2 separate regions of the Hordeum vulgare genome follow, and region 1 is linked to region 2. The links are chromatin contacts, called in public Hi-C maps. All regions are on one chromosome and are shown on one strand. Each heading gives the region's core, a stretch centred on a gene start, on an enhancer-like site or on the middle of the called end of the contact. The rest is flanking DNA. Distances are from core to core; before and after follow the strand shown. Region 1 holds the start of LOC123413649. Region 2 holds the start of LOC123412168 (probable protein NAP1).

Region 1 (3,406 bases), core at 86-2,585, 410 kb before region 2:
TCCGATGAAAGATTTTTCCAGGTGACTACTTCAATCCCCACGTGAGAATTTCAGATATCTTTATTTGTTATGCTATCATGTTGTGGGTCGGGGAACCTACTCAATGTAATCAGCTACACCTTTCCTGCAACTATCAACACATATCCGAGAAGTTCCGCAAAATCATCCACCCCAGACTTTCAAAACAAAGACGATACCAAACCAGGTAGATCATCCGATCTATCTCCACCAGTACTGGGGAAAAGTCACGGAATTATTTGCCACCATGCAAAGTATAGTTGCGTTTCAAGGTCTGCTTCTTGAGATACTAAGTAAGCTGAATGATAACGATGTGTCGAAAACCCCTTGGAGCTCAACTCCCCGGAAGAAATCAATTCAGACAGGAGGCATCAAATCAGAATTCCATCACACTCGAATCATATAGATTTCAAAATACCCGCATGATCCTAATTTTTTTGAGCTAGAAGAGGTGTAATATTAAAATTCCTAAGTCTTAAACTTCACAAGCACTACAAGAAATAAACTTGTTCATGACAAAAAATAACGACCACAGTTGAATTGGTCATAGATCTATGACTATAATTTACGAAAACGTCATGAGGTGTCTAAGAGGGTCCAAACCCTATAAAATTTTGACCATCCCTATCAAGAAGGTCATAATCCCATTACACAAAATGGTCACCGGCATGTGTAACTCTATTTATACCCGTATTGTAGGTCCTCGATGTCTGTTCCTAACTAGTGGTTGAATCTTGGAAAACTTTTTGTTCTCCGATTAAATAGATACTTTTGTACCTTGAAATGTTTTTTTGCAAAAAATCATGAGCAAACTATAAGGCAGTTGTATTTCAAATTTGACCCGCTTCGAGCTGAATGAGTGGAAATTTGTCTTTTTCACTAGAGGTCGACCGGAAGATTTTGGCACCCAACAATTTGTTCAATTGGACATTAATGTGACCTAGTATTTTAGAAAATTGATTTGGACCAAATTTGCAAAAAATATATGATAGGTCCTTCACAAAAAAACTCATTTTGAACACTCGAAAAAGGAAAAACGAAATTTTCATGCAAAGAAAATGAGAACTCCCTTTGAAAACATTGCTTGCCATTACAATATGAACCCCTCTGTAGAATAAAAAATATGTTTTTGAATTTTTCATGTGAAAAAATAGAAGAACAAAAAAAGAAAAACACAATTACATGTGCTCTTTTCTAATTGATGGAATTAGTTATCACACGGATCGGTGAGGTGGCGTCCATCCATTCATCCATCTCTTCATTTGACATCCATCCAACCATCTACAATATATACAGAAAAAATGAAAAAAAACCCACCCGCAACCAACTACCCAAACCCTACCTCCTCCCATTGCACTCTCCCCCGCACCCGCATCTTCTCTCTGCGCTCCCACGCCCTAGGGTTAGCCGCCGCCTCCGACGACCTTATTCCGACGAGCTTCGACAGCCATGGCCTGCGCGCAGCATCCTGCGAAGCTCACCTAGTACCGCTCCGTTGATCCCTCCATCCATATCCGCCCCTCCCTACCTCCAACGCTCGCGCTCAACCATCCCCCGCGGCTAGGGTTCGGGGCGCGACCTAGTCTCCACCACCGACATTTCATTGCGGAGCCTCACAGATCTTAGAGAGCCCAACACCCACCCTCCACCAACTCCTAGGTTTTCTCCATCGACGCTGCCGCCGCCACCCGCCTGATCTTCGGCCACCGGAGTCCCTCCTCTCCTCTGGCCGGTGGTTTGAGATCCGCCTCGCCCGTGAAGCACTCCGTCCAGATCTCCCCCTCCCACCTCCGAGTGCGTGGAAATCTTCCACCGATTTGCATCTCCCATCATGAACTAGATGTCGTCCGAGCTGCCTCTCCTGCAGCTTGGCGCGGCTTCTCCACGGATGCCACTAGTTACCCCTACTGCCACCGGACCTGCATGTTCAACAAAGACCAGCCGCTGCTTCTCCCTCCACCGTGCACATCTTCGCCATCATCGCCGCCGTCCTACTTTTATTCCCCTCCTGAATCGAGGTACCTCTGTCCTTCCCGCCTTCCACTTTTGCTTGCTACATTGGTCCAATTATAACTTGTTTTAGGTTCCCCTACATTCCTTGTTGTATAAATTTGATGTTCTATTTCGGATACAAGTGTTGCTTGTCCATACTTGTGAGTTGCGTTGCCTCCATGCATGTACGAGGTGTTCATAGCTTAATGAGTTTATGTTTTCAGGGAGCAAGAGAGATGAGGCGCTGATCCTGGAGGAGGTGTCTAAATACAACTCCAAGGATGGCTGCTGGCTCATCATTGTTGGCAAGGTATATCCACACATCTTCTCCCCCACTGGCCTTCCTGATTGTTTTCTTGCATTATTGTCATGCCAAGATTCATATTTTGTTCTGCATGATTGTTTTCTTACATTATTGTCATGCCATGATTCAGTTTTTCTTTCTTTCTCTCGGAGGGTCGCGATACTAGTAGCTTGCAGCACAACATGCCCTTGTCAATTTGCCAAAACATCTGGAAAAGAAATTGATACATGTTGGTTACGTGTTGGCCAGCTGGTAGCGATGAAAGTACATTAGCCGACATATTTGTCCAGTACAGTCAGACTATTTATTGAATTCTTGGTTATGGTGAAGAATTAGTTTGGCTTAGTACATGTTTAGTGATTCCTGGGGTTAAAATCCAGAGGCAATTCTCTGAATTGTGAAATGGTCTGAGAGATTACACTCTAATTTACTTCCAGATTTTCACCCTGTCGGAACCGATAAATTATGAGTACCCTACTTCTAGACTTTCACCCCGCTTTATACAAGGTCGGAACACTTCTAGCGAGTGTGTCTAATTTTCTGATGGTCATCAAAAACTAGGCTTTCACCCCATTAAGAATCACATTTGTTAATGTGGGTTCCAATTCTCTATCTGAAGTCTGGGCATAACTTCGGATCTTTTGTCAGTTTTTTTCATCTTCAATGCATTCAAAAATTCATTCCTTGCAATAACAGCTCTTTGAAAAAAAACTCATTTCATTTTCAACAAAGGCCTGAACAGGAATTAATACAGTCATCCATGCATTTTTAGAAAAGTACACATGCTTTTTAGCAAAGTATGCATGCCATTCCTTTTCTTCTTTTGAAGAACAAAATGGTACATGTTTTGATGCTGAGTCCACAAGTTATATTTTATATACTTATTAATGAGCCTTGACTTCTAAATAGATGTCATTTCATTTTGGTTAAAAGGAAACTCAAAAACTTAATTTTTCCTATACAAATAAATAATCTAAATCACTTTAGATATAGATGGACACATGTTTATTTAGAACAAAAGAGATATACGCGGACATAAAAAGGATAGAAAATCTTTGCCTATTATCGATAAACATTCTTAATTACATATGG
Region 2 (3,637 bases), core at 942-3,441:
GCGACGTCCAAAACCTGTCTCCGTGCAACCACTTGGGCCTTGGCCCATGTAGCCCCCTCTCTCGATAGACTATAAGTACTATACCCCTTGGATGAATTAGGTGTAGCATATGTTTAGCTCCTGAGTTAGTTTAGCATTGCTCCTTCCAATTCCTCCTTCTCCATGGAGATGCCCCCTATGTGAGAAGATCCAAGTGGATGTCAAGGCCCCTTTCGTAGGGCAGATCCTCTAAGGATTCAAGGACCCATCTCTTTGAGTGGGAAGAACTATCATCTTTACTTTATATCCCGTGTTGAACTCAAATCATTGTATCCTCTTGTGTTTCATGGTTTTAGAGGATGTGTGCTCGGAGATTGCCTTGAGTGTTTTTTCTTGATTTCTCTCCTTTTCCCCCTCAAAGTGTGAAAAGATTGACACCCTCGGGTTCGCCCGTATCATGAGTGGTATATTGGATGTCCGGTTACCCTTCATGACAGGGCATTCGCCGATGAGGGTGATAACCCTCTCCCGTCAGTTGTTCCTCTCCACTCGCCTAGCGAGAGCATGGCCCTGGATCAGTAGGTCCGTGATCACGCCGAATTCCTCGAGGGTCACCGTCATCTCACCACATGGGAGATGGAAAAGCGTGCGTCTAGGGCGGCCACCAGTCCACCAAAGCTGTGAGAGCTGAGTGGACGAGTGTCGACGACACATGCTTGAATTGCAGCACGAAATCCAACAATCAGGCTCTCTCGGAGTACAAAGTATAGCGCTTGTCGTACTACATCTGAAGGGCCTTCGTGTGACCCCTCATCCGCCATGCGGGAGCATCTGTCAAAATATAGACGCAAAATAATTAGTAATTTATTTTAACAAATCCAATGTTTTTGTTCAAAAAATTGATCATAGTTATTACCACTCCATTCTCGATGGGGCGTGATGACCCTTATCGAATCCAGGGTCAAGCAATGTTTACTTAGTGCCGATGTTTTCCGCAAGGTGGGGCCTCCTAAAACAATTGCAAATGAATCATGTCATATTCAATGAACATGCATCATATCATATTCAACGGACATGCATCATATCATTTTCATCAATTATCACATACAACCTACATTCATATCATATTCATCCAATAAATATGATCAATGCAAATGAATCATATTCAACCAACATCATTCATTTATTTAACATTTGTAAATTTGTACAAAAATATATATTTAACATTTGTTAATAAAATTGAAATATGCATATGCATAATTTACCAAAATCCATCATATTCAACATTGTACTATATGCATATGATCCATTTGACAATATCCATCATATTTATCCAACTAGTTAGAATCCCTCCAACTAGTTAGAATTCCTCCAACATCCATCATATGACCATTCATTCATTTCTTTTTAACATGAACTAGGGTTCATCTTCAAACTAGATAGAATCCCTCCAACTAGTTACTAGGGTTCATATTCAACCACATATATCATATAGAATCAAACCAAACAAACCTAGGATCACCACCTTTTGACCTACTAGAGGAAATAGGGTTCATTCGTACCAAATAATGCATCAAATCGAAAGTTTTTTGATTAAAACGAAATGAAGGGATTGAAAGAGCTTATTTCTCCCATTTTGGAGCCATCTCGATCTACAAAAAAGATGAAAAACGAAGAGATCCGAAATGAGGAGTGGAGGGGTTGAGAGAGGAGGAAGAGGAACTTCCTCTATATTTTTGAGGCGCGGGGTTGAAGAAGATGGAGTGGGCGAACCGCCCCGTGCAGCTTATAACAATTCAGAGCCAACCGTCAGGGTCTCCGATGATAGGGTAAGACAGCCTATCACCGTGAAGCCCGACGGTAGAGTGGGGCGAAAAGCACGCATCGCTTTTGTTGCTGCTGACGCGGATGAGTTATCTATCATCATTGTCCTCAATGGTAGGCTATGCAACCATAGCGCCAACCGCCTAGGCAGTAGGAAAAAGGGTCAAATTCTTTTTTTTAACCAGGATCAGAATAAACCTTGGTCAAAGGGTCAAAACACCAAATTTTGCGAGTGAGGGTTTGGGGTTTGTGGACGGCGAGGTTAAAATTCAGTTGAGATCCAGGCCTTGTCACGCCCCCTGCCCGCTCACCAAACGCAGTTACGAACTTCGGGCCCACGGTCCTCCCAGTCATGCGTAGGAGTAAAGACGAAGCATAAAAAAAAGGTAAAAGAAGGGTAAGGTCGCTGTACTGCTCGTACTGCTCCCCCTCTTCAGGAGAAGCAGAGGAGAGCCATCCGAGAGCGACGGAGCTGCTTCTTCGCAATGGCGGCGAGATCTCCGCTCCACTGAGCAAGCCACCGGCCTCCTTACAGGCGTGCGTCTGCTAGGTGAGCTTGCTCGCTTGCTCTTCCAAGGAAATGCATAATTCGTGAGAAGGTTTTGGTAATCGGAGCCAGTTCGGCAGAAAGCTCGGTGCCGGCCGGTGAAGCGGAGGACAAAGGGCCAGTGGCAGGCGCGGCGGACCGGCAATTGCTCTCCATCAGGAGATGGCGCACGTTTCGTTCAAATCCAAGGAAGTGGACAGCGTGCCCCGGTGGTCGGAGTACCTGACCGCCGACGAGTCATCTCCCTCGGCGTCGGCAAGCTGGAGGACCATGGGCGTCGACGGGCCTCAAGCCTCCGCGAGTGGCCATAGGCACCTTCAGATGGAGCCAGTGGTTCAGCTCTCCAAGGTCGCGGAAGGGCTGCTGGCCAAGATGTACAGGCTCAACAGCATCCTGGACTATCCAGATCCAAACACGCACACCTTCTCAGAGGCATTTTGGAAAGCTGGTGTTATGCCGAATTTTCCCAAAATTTGCATCACCTTGTCCAAGAAATTTCCTGAGCATCCCAACAAGCTGCAGCTTGAAAAGGCAAGTGTCTCGACCATACGGATGTATCCTCTCAACCTTTGGGAACCCCTTTCATTCAAAAAATAAAATAAAATCCTCTCAACCTGGAATTTGCTTAATCTTATGGTACTATGCCTTTCAGGTAGACAAGTTTGCTCTTGATGCTTTGAATGAAAACGCGGAAGGTTACATGCAAAACCTAGAGCGATGGATCATGGTATGTGCCAACTACCGAGATTAACAATTAATTGTATCAGGCAGGATAAACAAGTTTTGTTCTGTTCTGTTGACTATCAATTAAGTGCTGCCATCTGGTAGGATAAATTTTGAATATATATGACCTAAGGCAGCCCCCGACTTGTAAAAATGGAATTACATTGACATAGGGCTTCATAATTGTATTCTGCACCCCTGTAATTGAGCATCCTCGTTGGGATTTGTAAAAATGGAATTACATTGACATAGGCCTATAGTTTCAACCTCCTTAAGTCATTATTTTCCAATGTATTGGTCAGAGATGAGACCAATGCTCCACTAGAGTATTTTTTGATACCATAATTATGTTGGTTGCCCCTAAATCCCGTTGACCTTCAATCAATACAAAAGAACAACAACGACAAAGCCTTTAGTCCCAAACAAGTTGGGGTAGGCTAGAGGTGAAACCCGTAAGATCTCGCGACCAACTCATGGTTCTGGCACATGGATAGCAAGCTTCCACGCACCCCTATCCATAGATAGTTCTTTGGTCATACTCCAATCCTTCAAATCTCTCTTTAT

The links. Hi-C and Micro-C count contacts between places; a contact is called where the count stands out from the background.
Region 1: a contact with region 2 is called in a Hi-C map of leaf, with 2.5 times the contacts expected there. The contact joins the promoter of LOC123413649 here to the promoter of LOC123412168 in region 2. A contact is called at or near these places in 1 of 6 Hi-C or Micro-C datasets (leaf) and 1 of 1 datasets of contacts at active chromatin or transcription factors (embryo).

The regions. Positions count from the first base shown.
Region 1 is chr7H:225,675,367-225,678,772 of MorexV3_pseudomolecules_assembly, reverse strand. It overlaps LOC123413649, which reads left to right and starts at 1,335. Exons shown (of 3, transcript XR_006613788.1): 1 at 1,335-2,036; 2 at 2,235-3,406.
Region 2 is chr7H:225,266,102-225,269,738 of MorexV3_pseudomolecules_assembly, reverse strand. LOC123412168 (probable protein NAP1) reads left to right here and starts at 2,191. Exons shown (of 24, transcript XM_045105108.1): 1 at 2,191-2,353; 2 at 2,431-2,881; 3 at 3,003-3,077. The coding sequence starts at 2,513.